2 separate regions of the Gossypium hirsutum genome follow, and region 1 is linked to region 2. Evidence: chromatin contacts called from public Hi-C data. All regions are on one chromosome and are shown on one strand. Each heading gives the region's core, a stretch centred on a gene start, on an enhancer-like site or on the middle of the called end of the contact. The rest is flanking DNA. Distances are from core to core; before and after follow the strand shown. Region 1 holds the start of LOC107948800 (multiprotein-bridging factor 1b). Region 2 holds the start of LOC107898607 (uroporphyrinogen decarboxylase 1, chloroplastic).

Evidence for each region. Hi-C and Micro-C count contacts between places; a contact is called where the count stands out from the background.
Region 1: a Hi-C map of leaf shows a contact between it and region 2, with 2.4 times the contacts expected there. The contact joins the promoter of LOC107948800 here to the promoter of LOC107898607 in region 2. A contact is called at or near these places in 2 of 34 Hi-C or Micro-C datasets (both in leaf).

Annotation. Positions count from the first base shown.
Region 1 is chrA04:10,109,425-10,116,657 of Gossypium_hirsutum_v2.1, forward strand. It overlaps LOC107948800 (multiprotein-bridging factor 1b), which reads left to right and starts at 2,814. Exons shown (of 4, transcript XM_016883450.2): 1 at 2,814-3,213; 2 at 3,349-3,432; 3 at 4,557-4,639; 4 at 4,760-5,074. The coding sequence starts at 3,072. The coding sequence ends at 4,879. LOC107948799 (tubby-like F-box protein 7) reads right to left here. Exons shown (of 4, transcript XM_016883449.2): 2 at 7,190-7,233; 3 at 6,434-6,563; 4 at 5,307-6,069. The coding sequence ends at 5,496. It also overlaps the pseudogene LOC107948006.
Region 2 is chrA04:9,826,417-9,833,147 of Gossypium_hirsutum_v2.1, forward strand. It overlaps LOC107898607 (uroporphyrinogen decarboxylase 1, chloroplastic), which reads right to left and starts at 3,326. Exons shown (of 6, transcript XM_016824107.2): 1 at 3,190-3,326; 2 at 2,946-3,094; 3 at 1,870-2,252; 4 at 1,501-1,785; 5 at 1,048-1,283; 6 at 564-949. The coding sequence starts at 3,212. The coding sequence ends at 781.

The DNA.
Region 1 (7,233 bases), core at 1,564-4,063, 280 kb after region 2:
TACACTTAGGAGCTTCTATTATTTTTCTATCAGCTCAAGTGTTTTTCTTTGTAATTGTGCTTAATTGGCAAACACTTTGATCTGGTAAGGGTTATTTATTTGTTTCCTTTTGAGAGGGTTTGAGTTTTAAGATTTGTGTAGAAATCTTAAGGGAGTTATAAGGTTAAACATTATCATCAAAGGTTGATCAAATTAGTAAATTTGGGAAAATCTTTAGTTGTGGAAAAGCTAAGGTAGTGGAGTAGGCAATTGGGGCCGAATCACTCTAATTGGCGTGTTCGATTTTCTTATCATTTAGCTCAAGTTTCCACAAAATTTTTAAAACTCAATTCACCCCCTCTTGATGATTTTGGATTGATTTATTGAGCAAACAAGTACCAAAATAGAAAAAAAATAGTTTAGGTACCAATTTGTGGGTTAAGCCTCTTTTAAAATAGATTTAACGGTTTGACTAATGGAGGTACTAACTTGAGAACAAAAAGTAGCTTAATTATCACTTGTGACCAAAAGAAAATTTTAAATGCCAAAATGAGAAATGAGTATAATTTAAGTGCCAATTTATATATATTTATAAAAATAAATCGGGCTTTCTTTTGTCATCGGGCCGAGAAAGAAAAAGCTAAATGGGCCTTAAAACCATCTCAAAGAAATTCCTTGTCTCCATGACCAAAAACAAACTGAATTTCTCTCCCTAAAACGCAGCGTTTTGAGGGCTTTATTAGCTAAAAAATAATTCAAATTTTTTCTTCGATTATCGCAGCACAAAATGCAGCCTCATAATCTCTCCTTCTCTAAAACCCTAAACCCTTCCTTCCTTCTCTTCCCTTCCCCTAAGCCTTGTCTCTTCGCTTCATTTCCCCGCCAGAACCGCCCATTTTCGTGCCAATATCCTCCCATTCTTTCCGTTCACCATCGAGACATCTGTGCATTTTCTAGCCGGAGCAAGAAGAAACCGGGACCCCAATGTTCGGGTTGACTCGAAGGAAATGCAGAGATAAGGCGCGTGGCGAGGCAAAACACGCGTCGGAAACAGAAGAAGCGAGCCAAATCACTATTCTACTGGTTGAAAAATCCGGGAAAAAGCATCCATGCCGATAGCTTCAACGAAGAAGAGTTGGAAGCAATCGGGCTCGGTTATGACCGGATGGTCCGGTTCATGGAAAAAGACGACCCAAATTTGAAACACCCTTCTGATTAATACAAGTATGGTGAATTTGGTCCCTATTCATGGCGTGGGGTTGTTGTTGGGTTTAGGAAACAAAGCTAGATCGTTGATTACACAATGTGCAGCTAGGATGAGACCAGATATCATTTATGTTAAGAAGCCTGTGTATCAGTGTAGATTCGAGGGTCAAGATGAGTTCTTTAATGCATTGATATCGTTTCTCGATCCGAAAACAGAACGGGATTTTTTGTTTGAGGTTAGAAAGAGGATGGGAGTGTGGAAATGTGTAGTTATTTTGAAGGATTGTGTAAGATTGTGAAGGTGAATCGAAAGGCGTTGGTGGATGATGTGGTGAGGGTTTGAAAAGTTGAGGGAAGAAGGGAAGTCTAGGTGTTTGGGGTTTTTATTAGGGAATCATCCTTTGCCTCTTTTGCATCCTTATACCAAGGAATGGAAGGCTAAGTTGGAGGAGATGGAACTCGGTTGTGATGCCCCAGATGACGATGAGGATGTTGGTAGACATCGAGAGTCCGGTGAGATGCAGTTCACAGATTGGGTTGAGGATGATTATAGTGGTCGTGATGATGATGATGATGACGATGGAGAGGAAGCAGAGGATCAAGATGATGTAGTTTTGGACATTGAAGATAATGAAAATGAAGAATTAGGGACCGAAGAAGAAGAACCGGACTAAGAAGAGGATGAAAATTATTGGCAGGAAGAGTTTCAAAAGGCATTAAGTAGCTCCGATAGGATGGAGAAGCTTGTGAAACGAAGTGTTGAGGTAGCTACGGAGTTCTACAACGAACAGTTAGTAATGCAAGCTGACAGCTCCTCCTCCTCCTCCAGGCCAAGGGGATAATTTGAACATTATTATAGATAATGTGAATTTTACTAATGATGAGTGTGGAAATAAATATGTATTCAATCTTTTATATTTATTTTTTATTATATATTTGTAAATGAAATTTTGGCTTAATTAGAAAAGATAAATGCCTTGACTTTAAGTATCTAAGTTCGAGATCCTCGAGTCTCACTATAGACAAGTTTTAATCTACGAAGTTTTATACCGATTCTTATTTCGGTTGTGTTGTGAATGTTTGATTCTACTTTATAATCCTTCAAAATTTGTGCTATAATAATATAATAATTATATTTATATTTTGAATGTACTTATAATATATATTTAAAAGATTATTTTGCTATATCCTATTTTCCAATGCGTAACAATTGTCAAGTTAAAATATTTTTAAAAATGAAGTACTAAATGATGAATGGAAAATCTCTTAATTTCTTTTTTCATATTGAGGTATCATCGATGTTTTTTAAAGTGAATCAGTGGTTGACCTGGCTAGATTATCGGTTTATCGGTCTGATCAATTCAATTGGTTCAATTAAAGAATTCAAAAAAAATAAAAAATCCTGGTTCAAAAGATTTGAGATTCAATCAATTTTTAGTCAGTTTAATTGATTTAACCACTAGTTGGTATTGATTTTCGATCTAACTAATTTAAAGTCATTTATTAAACCAATTTTTCGATCAATTCTCGATCCAATTGATTCGACCAACCTATCCAATCCGATTCAAATAACACTATCATATTTTTATATCTCAAATTCAAATATAGATATAAGTAGAAGTATTTTTGGAAAAAAAAAAGTGTAGAAGGTGAAGGCTGAGCTGGAAAATCTCGAAAATGAGTGTAGGTTGGATTTAGGACATTGTCGAAATTAGACGCCCAACCCAACCCTCTACTATTAGGGATTTTACTGCCACGTCATCTCTTAGTATAAATACTAAGCAAACCCTTCGCTTTCATCAATCCATTTATTATTACCAACTTCTCAAAAATATCTTTTCTCTCTTTCATCCAAAATACCCAAAAGTCAAGAGTAGATTAAACTAATGGCCGGAATCGGACCTTTGACTCAAGATTGGGAGCCCGTTGTTATTCGTAAAAAAGCCCCTACCGCCGCCGCCAAGAAGGATGAGAAAGTCGTTAACGCCGCCCGCCGTGCCGGTGCCGAGATCGAGTCCATAAAAAAATGTACTACCCTCTTTTTCTTTTGAAAAACACCACAGGTTTAGTCATATAATGACGATTTCTTCAATTAGGGTTTTTTTGTGTGTGAAATGAAAGGATAATGAAAAAATACTTATTTTTGTAAATGCGAATTCGCAGCAAATGCTGGGACGAATAGGGCGGCATCAAGTAGTACTTCTTTGAACACAAGGAAGCTCGATGAAGACACTGAGAATCTTGCTCGTAAGAAATGTTTTATTCATTTTTTATGTTTGATTAAAATTCCCAATTTATTCCTCAAAAGGAAAAAAACAGTATAGAATGGAAGTATTTGTAAGAAATTTATGTATAGAAGTAATACTATCATTTTCTGGGAATTTATATGTTGGGATTGATTTTGATGATATGCATGCTTCTGGTGCGAACTGATTGTTGATTTAAAGCTGGTTTTAGACTGTGTAATATTGTATGACTAGTAGTTTTTGCATTAATTTTTCGGCCTAAGGGATTTAACAATTGGTTTTGCAATATGAATTGAGGGGGTTGTATGAATTTATTTTTATTGCTTAGGTTTGTCTGTGTGTGTTTTGATTTCTTCTTTCTTTGTGGGGTTAGGAGGTTATACAAGTTCATATGCACCTATGTATACTGTTAGAACGAGTGGATGGCTTACACTTTTCAATTTTTTTTTCTTTTCTGTTTAAAAAAGGATGGCATTGGGCTGGTATAGTAACTAAAGAAATGGCTTTGCTTGTCCATACATATTCTCCCTTTCATCCCTGAGAATGGTCCTCTCTCTAATATGTCCGTTGTATCAAACAATGGCTGAGCATATTGGATTGTTTTTGTCATATGGAAGTTGAATCACCTATGCTCCATATCTCCCTTACTATGGTAGATCAATCACGCTTAGTATTGCTTTTGTAATTTGCCTTTATGGAAACCTTGGTTTACCTGATTACACATTTCAGTCATCTATTCTGTGACAAGTGTTGGATAGTTTTGGTCATATGCAAGTTGAATAACCTATGCTCTCCTTTACCATGGAAGATCAATTGTGGTTCTATGATTGTATCTATATATTGCTTTTGTAATTCGCCTTTACAGCAACCTTGGTTTACCTAATTACACAATTTGGTGATCTCTTCCATATCAAGCAAGATGCATTTATGTTTACATAATTGGCTATTATGATATACTCCCAAACCTGGTTATCGATCATTTGGTAAACTTATATCTTTGATGTATAATAATCCTACCTGCAGCTCTCACCGCTTATGATTTCACCAGTTTTCAACTTGTATAGTGCTTAGTTTTTGAGGATGATTCCATTGTAAATTTTCATTGATGTTTAAACTCATGAACAGATGACCGAGTGCCAACTGAGCTAAAGAAAGCCATCATGCAAGCTCGAATGGATAAGAAACTTACCCAGGCTCAACTTGCTCAGGTCTCCTCCTTGTATCCATTTGTATATATTTTCATGCGTATTCCCTAAGACTAAAGAGTATGATGAGTCTTGACTTATATATTTTCAGTTCTTTAACTATATCATTTTGTCATCCCACAGATGATCAATGAGAAGCCTCAGATTATACAGGAGTATGAATCCGGAAAAGCCATCCCTAACCAACAAATAATTGGTAAACTGGAGAGGGCTCTTGGTGCGAAGCTGCGAGGGAAGAAGTGAGTGAGTAAGAGTCTCGTAGAAAGAACAAACAGAACTTGAATATCGCCCAGAATCTTGAGTCCTAAAACTTGGTGATGTAAATGAATGTTTTATGCCGTTATGGGTCGCTTGTAAGAACACTGTTTTTGACTTTGTGTGATGACTTATGTCTGCGACTGCTTATGAAATGAAGTTTGTGTGTGTTCTTGACTGTAAGATGGGATTCTCTGTGCTGTTTGTGTTTGCTTTTGGTCAATTTCATATTATTTCTAAGACACTCTCCAACAATTAACAGATGAAGATTTCAGCAAACTTAAAACTCCAGCAAATGACATCAAATTTGTTTTTGACATTTTAACTTGTTGCAATTGGAATTTTATGCATGGAAATATATCGTAGGATGACTTCAAGACAAAATGAACTGTTCTTTATGTAAACTACACGGTGCTAACATAAGATGCGTTTTGCAGCCAATAATTTCAGAAAATGATATAGATACAATGGGAACGTGTACATCATTTGCTTTGTATCACTGAACAAAGGTTGTCCAAACCTTTTGGAAGTAGAAAGCATGCAGAAATAATTATATTAAACATGTAACACAACTTGATATAGATATAAACACATCAAAATAAACTCATTCGCAAGCCAACTTTGTACCAAAGCTTGTAAGGCAGATGGCAAATGCAAGATAGGGGGACAAGGGTGACCTGTAATCCATGGTGAATGTATCATCCCCAACTTTCCCAAACTGGAGGAGAACCTTTTCTTCATCTCCTTTCCCTCCTGGTTGACTTGGATCTACAGTTGCAGCCAGCTGAAAGTTTTTCACAGATGCAACTGTAACCCGACCGTGGAAATTCAAACACCAGCACTGTAAATGTTCATGCCATCTTGGAGCTTTGTTCTTCAAAATTGCAAGACCAGGTGCAGCTCCCTCAGCTATTTTTGCTTTGGAGTCATCTAAATGCTTGTCAGCCCTTTCTTCTGGCAAAGGGCATTTCACTGAGCAAACCATCCTCCTTGGACCTCTTGATTTCAACAGATTGAACTTGTAAGACACTTTTCCCACCTCAAAATTGCCAGCTGGAACTTGGGGGCTGATTCGCTTACTTGCAAATCTGCGACTTGTTCTGCTGCTTGAAGGCTTGGCACCACTGTGCGGGGGTTGACTATCATAAATCGTAAAGTTGGTGCCTAGGAAATCCGAACTGCAAAGATTTTAAATTTGCATGTGTCAGCTAAAAGCTATAAAAGGAACTCTGAAGTATTCTATTTTTACTATAACATGACAAAGGAAACAGTAATCGCATCATAAGATAAGACTGCTATTCCCACCGTATAAGCAGTCTTCTACATGCTCTCTCAAATTCGACTGTATCTTACCTATAAACCAAATACTACAGCTTCTCTCTTCAGATCATTTTCTAAATTGCTCTGGTGACAATAGCTGTATTCTTAAGAACCTTAAAAGATATACCCAAAATTCAAAGTGCAGATTCTGTCGACAGAGTTCCAGAAAGTGAAGGATCAAAACATAAAATACCTGACCAGAACATCATACGAGTCCCCTACCTTAACTTCCCGACATAGGCATTACTGCTTTGAGATAAGTCATCTGCATCAAGGGATACAATATACTCAATATGAGCACCATGTCGATATCTTCTTGCTGCCAATAGAAACTTCCCCTTGTCGGTGAAGGCTGCCAAAAATCAGGAAAAATATTCAGTAAGGCAGATTTCAACCACTAACGTAATCCAGTTGCATGATGACCACAAATAAGGAAATAGGTTGGCTTAAAACTATAGAACCCTTCTACATGGTCTCAAGAACTAATATCACAAGGAAAAGATGTGCCATAGTTTCTATGCATATCGCAACAAACTTAGATAGCTTTTCAACTGCCAACAATATTTTTGAGGAAAAACAATTGCTTGCAGACTTAAGGTTGGCGTATTCAGTTCGGCCAAAGCTATGGTAAGGCGTGAAGCTTTTAAAAAGAAAAGACACCAGATATCAAACTAAGTAATAAAACAATCACAATTAAGCAGATGGATGGTCTTTGTTCAAATTTCTGGAGATTTTCAAGTTTAAGAACAAGTCATGCTGACTTAGGCAAAGGTAAAAGGTCAGAAGACAGAAATGCACTACCTAGATAAAAGTCAAAAGTCAATTTAAAAGTTTAGGCAAAGTGGATTATGCCCCTTTCAACTTTTAGTCCACTTTTTTTTTCAACTTTATTATTCGCATAAGAATAATTCAGCAAACCAATTAACAACATGTTGCCATCTATTTTCTTTGTTAAAGAAAAAAGAAAAGATGACTTACATGGCGTAAGAGAAAGAAAAAGGTAGAATGTTGAGTTCTTTTTG
Region 2 (6,731 bases), core at 2,076-4,575:
ATTTTTAATTTTATTTAAAAAATTATATTTAAAATTTGGTGTTGATGGATTCTCTTTTAATAAAATAATCTCTAATGTTCAATAGCTAATAATATCTTTTTGCTCAAATCATGATCAATGATAAAATTTTAAGGAAAATAAGCTAAAAGATAATATTTTTTAAAAACATCTAAAAGTCTTATTAAAGAAAAATCTAAAAATGAAATATGTATTTATTTCAATTATAATTCCTTCAACAATCTAGAGTTCTAAGGGCTACTCACTTTGTATCTTAGCACCCGCATGCATGAATGCGAGTTAAAAGAACATGAATAAATAAATACACTCATGTTAGAGGCATAACCACCCAAGACCATATAATATACCTACATTCAGGTAATGTATGAATGGGGAAAATCTACCATTGAGTGAAATGATTGCACTACATATATAAATACCTGGTTGTGATCCTTATATCCAAGTTTCTGCTCGTCACTTTGACGCTCTCGAACATCTCTTCCGATCATATCCTCTCCCAACCAGGTTAAAGGGGGGAAAACTCGAATAAATACTCGGACTTCATGTACATAACAAAAATCAGGATATATATTCATCCCCAACATTTAGTACTGGCACAACAGAAATACCTACCGGCTTATCCACATGCATGTACAAGAACGATACCCCAATCAGCCCCTATCAAAAAATGGAAGTTGATTGGAGATCGTGATGCGAGGATAAGATATCAGCTTAGTCAATTCATAGAAAAATATCAAAGGATTTTGCTTAACCATAATGTTCTCAAACTAACAATTTAGATTCCTCCATCGAATGATTTTGGGATGAACCGTCATAGTTCAAGCTTTTTGAGACGTCAAAGAAATGTGCAACAGCTTCTTCAGGTGTCCCGACTAGAACTCCATGACCCAAGTTAAGAATGTGACTGCGTGGTCCTGCACACTTAACGACCCTGAAAAACAGATTGCACCAGTTTAAACACTGAACCGATGGGGCTGATTTTCTTACATTGGCCATAACGAAAATCAAACACAGTTTGAAATGGCAAACCTTTGAATTTCTTTCGTCACTGCAGAAAGTGGAGAAAACAAGTAAGCAGGGTCGACATTTCCCTGCACACTGATATCGCTACCCAAACGCTTCCTTGCATCAGCCATATCCACTGTCCAGTCAAGTCCAATCACATCAACCCCAGTTCCTTTCATGCGTTCAAGAAGGCCACCGTTACCGTTAATGTAGAGAACAAGAGGTGTTTTAGGGCATTTATTTCGTACTACGCTCACAATCTGCAATTGAAGGAACCCAATAAATGAGTACAAGGGTCAAATTAAAAGGTATAACAACATATTATCTGAGACAAAATTTCTCAAACCACCAAATAGGAGTTGACTGCATGTAGTAACTAGTGATGGAAGAGACAATTACCTATTGAAGACAAAAGTATGCATAGTTTCATTATTTTCATGACAAAAGTAACGAGATCTGCTGTAAATTCCAATTTACCTCAGTTATGTAAGGCTTTGACCATTGCTCCCACATGTCAGGTGGTAGTTGCCCACCCCAAGAATCAAATATTTGTATGCAATGTGCTCCAGACTCCACTTGGTAAATAATGTACTCGGATATTGCCTTTGTTAAATGAGAAAGAAGTGTCCTCAATAAATTTGGTGCTGTGTGGCACATACTCTTTATGGTTGTATAAGTTCGGGTTGTACCTCCCTCTACTATATATGTGGCGATTGTCCAAGGGGCTCCAACAAAACCTAGTACTGCTGCATGACCTCCAACCTACATAAAAATAGAAGGTACAATAAAAAATGCCAATTATATTAATCAGAATTCTAGCTATAACGCATGAAAAAGGAGAGTCACCTCCTGGCGCAAAATCTTAAGTGATTCTCCAACAAAGTGTAGCTTTTCCAAGTCAATTGGATGCAATGCCTTCAAATCGTCCTCAAAGCGAATTGGTGACTGAATAACAGGGCCCCTTACTTCTTCAATGTCAAATGGGACCCCAAAAGCAGGCAGTGGAGTAAGTATATCAGAGAAAATTATCACTCCATCAGGACGGAAAGCTTCCCAAGGCTGCAGAGAAATTTCCACAATGAGATCAGTTGTCTCTGACCTCTCTCTGAAGGATGGGTGTTTCTCAGCAAGCTTTCTGTAAACAGCCATATACCTTCCTGCCTGCCGCATCATCCACGTAGGAGGCCGACTTACAGGATCTCCTCTTGCAGCCTTAACCAACAATGGATCTAAATAAAAGATGAATGGAGATAAGGTGCGTAAGTTTATAATACCTCTGAAGGCCAAAGACAAGAATGTTGTTGCCATCACTAGCATACCAACATCAATAACAAAATTCGTTTTCCACTAGCAAGGAGAAATAATAGTCAAATTCATACAGGTTACACAAAATTTCACAGCTTTTAGAACTAAGAACATTCATCATATTATCATCTCTTCAAAAAATAAAAAAATGTAAAACATCACCTTAATAAAATTTGATATTAAAGCTCAAGAGCTAACTGTTAGATCCTAAACCAAGGCGTACCAATCCCCCATCCATGCTTCAACCATTACATTACTCAAAGAAATAAGCTTATACAAAGAATGTAATCCATTTCCAGTCTGGCCTGGCCTTATCTTCCAACCAGGTTGGCATATTCAGAACAAACAGTCTTCATTATCCAAATAGAACCTTGACCACATTTCCACCATAAGGTGCCAATTCTAGCTTCTCACAGAATGCATTCAAGTCTAAATCAAAATTCTCCTTATTACTACCTTCATAATATTCACTAAACACCCAAAATATTCTAATAAAACCAATGCAATGAATAAACAGATGACAACCCATTTTAAATCAATCCCTAAACATAAGAAACCCAGACAACCAAACTAAAAGGGGGAAAAGAAAAACAAAGAGATGGAGCAATGAACTATACCAGTAGAAGAGCAAGCTATAGAAAACTTCTTAGTTTTTGTTCTTTTGGGGGATGAAACAAAAGCTCCAGGGAACTTGTTATTTTCAGCAGTGTGAAAACCCAACTGCACTATCAAGCTTGATGATTTAACACCCAAGGAACTGCAAGCACTGCATTTCAAACGGTAAAGAAGAAAAAAGAATTAGGAAAAATAATCTAAACAGTTGAAATCCATTTCTTTTCCGTATTGAAATGGGATTTTGACCTTGTTAATGGAGAGAAGCTCATTTTTCTTTTTAACTATTGTTTTCGGGAAGAATTTGGGACAGATTTTGCGAGTTTAGGCGGAACTGCTCTCTGTTTTTGTTGACTCTGTTTTCTTATCTTCGAAAAAAGATCGATGGCTCGACTTGGGTATAGCAAGTTAAGTTGATGGTTGTGATCTTGCCACGTCGGAACACTGGATAAAACAGGGCCCGACATCGAGCACCCTTTTAATTTCCATTTTGTTTCGGTACAACTTAGAAAAACTTAAGGGTAAACAACACCTTTCATCCTCTTATAAATTTTTTTTTTCGATTTAGTCACTACATTTTTATTAACACCATTTTCACCAATTAAATATTTAATCCAAATATTTAATTTTATTAACACTATTTTCACCAATTTGTGTTTCCACAATGTTTATTTGGGATACCAATGGAATAAATTTGCATAATAATAAAAATAAAACTTACAACACACAGTTACAAAAGGACCAATTCAAAAACCAAAACAAATTGCAGAATCATGTCTAGGTTTGTACAAACAATTGATAGAAGCAGATGCACCGACAGGGATGAATTAGGTTCACCACTATCAATAATAACCATTACATAAAAATTATACATCATTCATACAAAAATAATCAATTTTTTTTATACTTTTATGTATTTTTGAACGGGATAAATACGAAATTTAGTTTAATATGCAATTTGACAAATGAATTTTGAGTTGATACAATTATATACATAAAAACTGAATTGCGATTCATATGTATACATGAAACTTTGATTTTGGTTCATTTGTATATATTTAAATAAATGAATATATACATACATTTATTGTCATATTGGATTAATATAATTGTTTTTGTATGCAATAGATCAACATAAAATGGTACTAAATATATAACATTACACATTAGACCAAAGCTCATGTATAGTTTTGATATTGATCTCTTTTTAAATTAATTATACTTTTTTTGAAATTTTTAGTATTTATATATATATATTGGATTCTTTAGAATCAATATTAAATTGAGGAAGGCTAAATCTTTTAGAATTATGATCAAAAAATAGATGGAGCTCTCAAAAACCTTTGATCCAAATGGTGATTGGTCATGTAACTGCGGTTGACGAAAGGGTGGAGTAGTTTGTATTGCTAAGAGTGAGAGAGGGTTTAGTTGTTTTTTTGATAAAAATCTGTTGATTAATTTTTAAATTTAGAATCAAATTGATAAAATATGTAAATATTAAAGAGCTAAATTAATTATTAGGCCGACAAAAAAATATCACACTACTTTTTCATCACTCATCTAATGATAACTAATGGGGAAATGACTAAAATATTAAACCAAAATAGAAAGAATGTTATAATTAGATAATTATTCTTGTAATTTACTTGAAAAAATGCCCTTAAAATCTCACTTTTTTTATTAGAATAAGAAATTAATAAGATGAATTTTATGTAGGGACAGACAAACTAAAAATAACTTAATTTTAAAATATTTTTACTTATTCCCAAAAAAAACTTTTAACTCAATGTTTTTCAAATTGATAGCTTCGAATGTAAATAAATGAATTTGTTTAAAGTGTAATAAGTACAGTACAATTAAAGTATAAATATAAATATATGTCCTAGATATTATAAGGCCCCGTTTGTTTAATTGAAAATGACTTCCAAAAATTGATTTCTGGAAAATGACTTGTTTCTCTGGAAAAGCTATTTTTTTTTGTGTTTCGATGAATCTATGTAAAATATTTTATGTTATTTGACAGATTTATTGAAATATTTCATAAAAGCTACTTTTAGTAAAATAAACCTACATGTAACACCCCAAACCCGACCTAAACATTATGGCCAAATCCGAAGGTGTCACAAGGAATGGGTTTTAAAACGAGTTTCAAATGATAAAACCACTAACGTTTCCTTCCAACTCTTACTTGCTTGTATCCAATGTCAAAATGTTGTTCAATTACTTATTTTGCCTTTAAACGTGATTTTAGAGCAAAAGCTTTCGAAAACCATTCTATTTCAAAAACCCAGTTCGTATTTTTAGAAACACCTTTTATTTGCATAAAAACTGTCAATTTCATAAAACAGTTTTATCAAGCATGCAGAAGAAAAACAACAAACCAAAGATAAACGGTTAAAAATCATTAAGTCTGGAGAGTCCCAGAAATTACAAACTCTTAGAATAAAACCAAAATCGTAATTAAACCATAAATTAATGACTTTAAATAGTTTACGAATGAGTGGTCACCGCTGAGTCTCTGCCGCACTAATCCGCCTAAGCCTGTGGATTACCTGACAAAATAGACAGATAGATGTGAGTTTACGTAAACTCAGTGTGTAACCCAACAGAATTAAGCATGCAAACATACAGCATCATATACAAAATCAGAAGCAGATATAGACTCAGTTTCAGATTCAGATTTAGATATCATATTCAGATTCAGATAGCAGATTCATATTCAAATAACAGATATGCCAAGGTCCTAACCCCATCTTCTACACACCATCTCCGTCCATCCCATCACACCATGTGGGGTTAAAAACACCCACCTATCCTTACACACCATATTGTGCCATTAAGACACATTTCAGATAATACGCAACCGAGTTGCCAGAATATAGGCGACATCTAGGGGTGAGCATTCGATCGAATTGAATGAAAAAATTTCAAGTTAATCGAGTTGACGAATCATATTTTATCATCCTAATTTGATTTGAAATTTTCTCGAATTGAGTCGAGTAAGATGGAATTCGAATCGAATTGAATCGAATATATTTGTTCGAGTTAAATTTTAAAAAATAATTTTGGGTCCATGTAACCACTGTCACCCATCGTAATAAAATTTATCTACCGTAATCAATTTTTTTATTAACTTTCATCACCTTATAATTTATTTATTAATCTTTTATATATGGGTTAGCTTCTTTGCTTACTTAGTTGCTTCAATTATCTTCATATTTTTGTCACTATGAATTTTGGAATTAAAAAATATATTAAATGTAAAAATTTGATTTTTTAATAAAAGTTATTTTAAAGATAAAATGTGAAATTGATACCAATATAAAATTTTAACACGAATATTTTCTGGCATCATTAATAATTCAATTTTAATATAAATATTCAATATGACTAAACAATTCAATAATATAAATAATATAAAATGTGAAATTTAATTTAATAATATAAATAGTAGATATAAATAAAATTATTACTATTTATGTTTAGGGATTTTTTTTGGATAATTTTGATTTTTTATTTGGAGTAAAGGGTGAGAAGTAAAAGTTTAGGGGGAAAATAAAAAGTTTTAGAGAGTAAAAGTTTGAGAGAAAGTAAATAGGGGGAGTAAAATTTTGGAGGGAAAATATTTAAAAAAATTAGGGGGGATGGGTTTGGGGTAGATGGGGGTAGAATGGGAAGGAAGTAAAAGTTTTAAGGGGAAAGTGGGAGGGATTAAAAATTTGAGGGGAAAATAAAAAGTTTTGAGGGTTTTTGGGAGTAAAATTTTGAGAAAAAGTAATTGGGATTGTAAA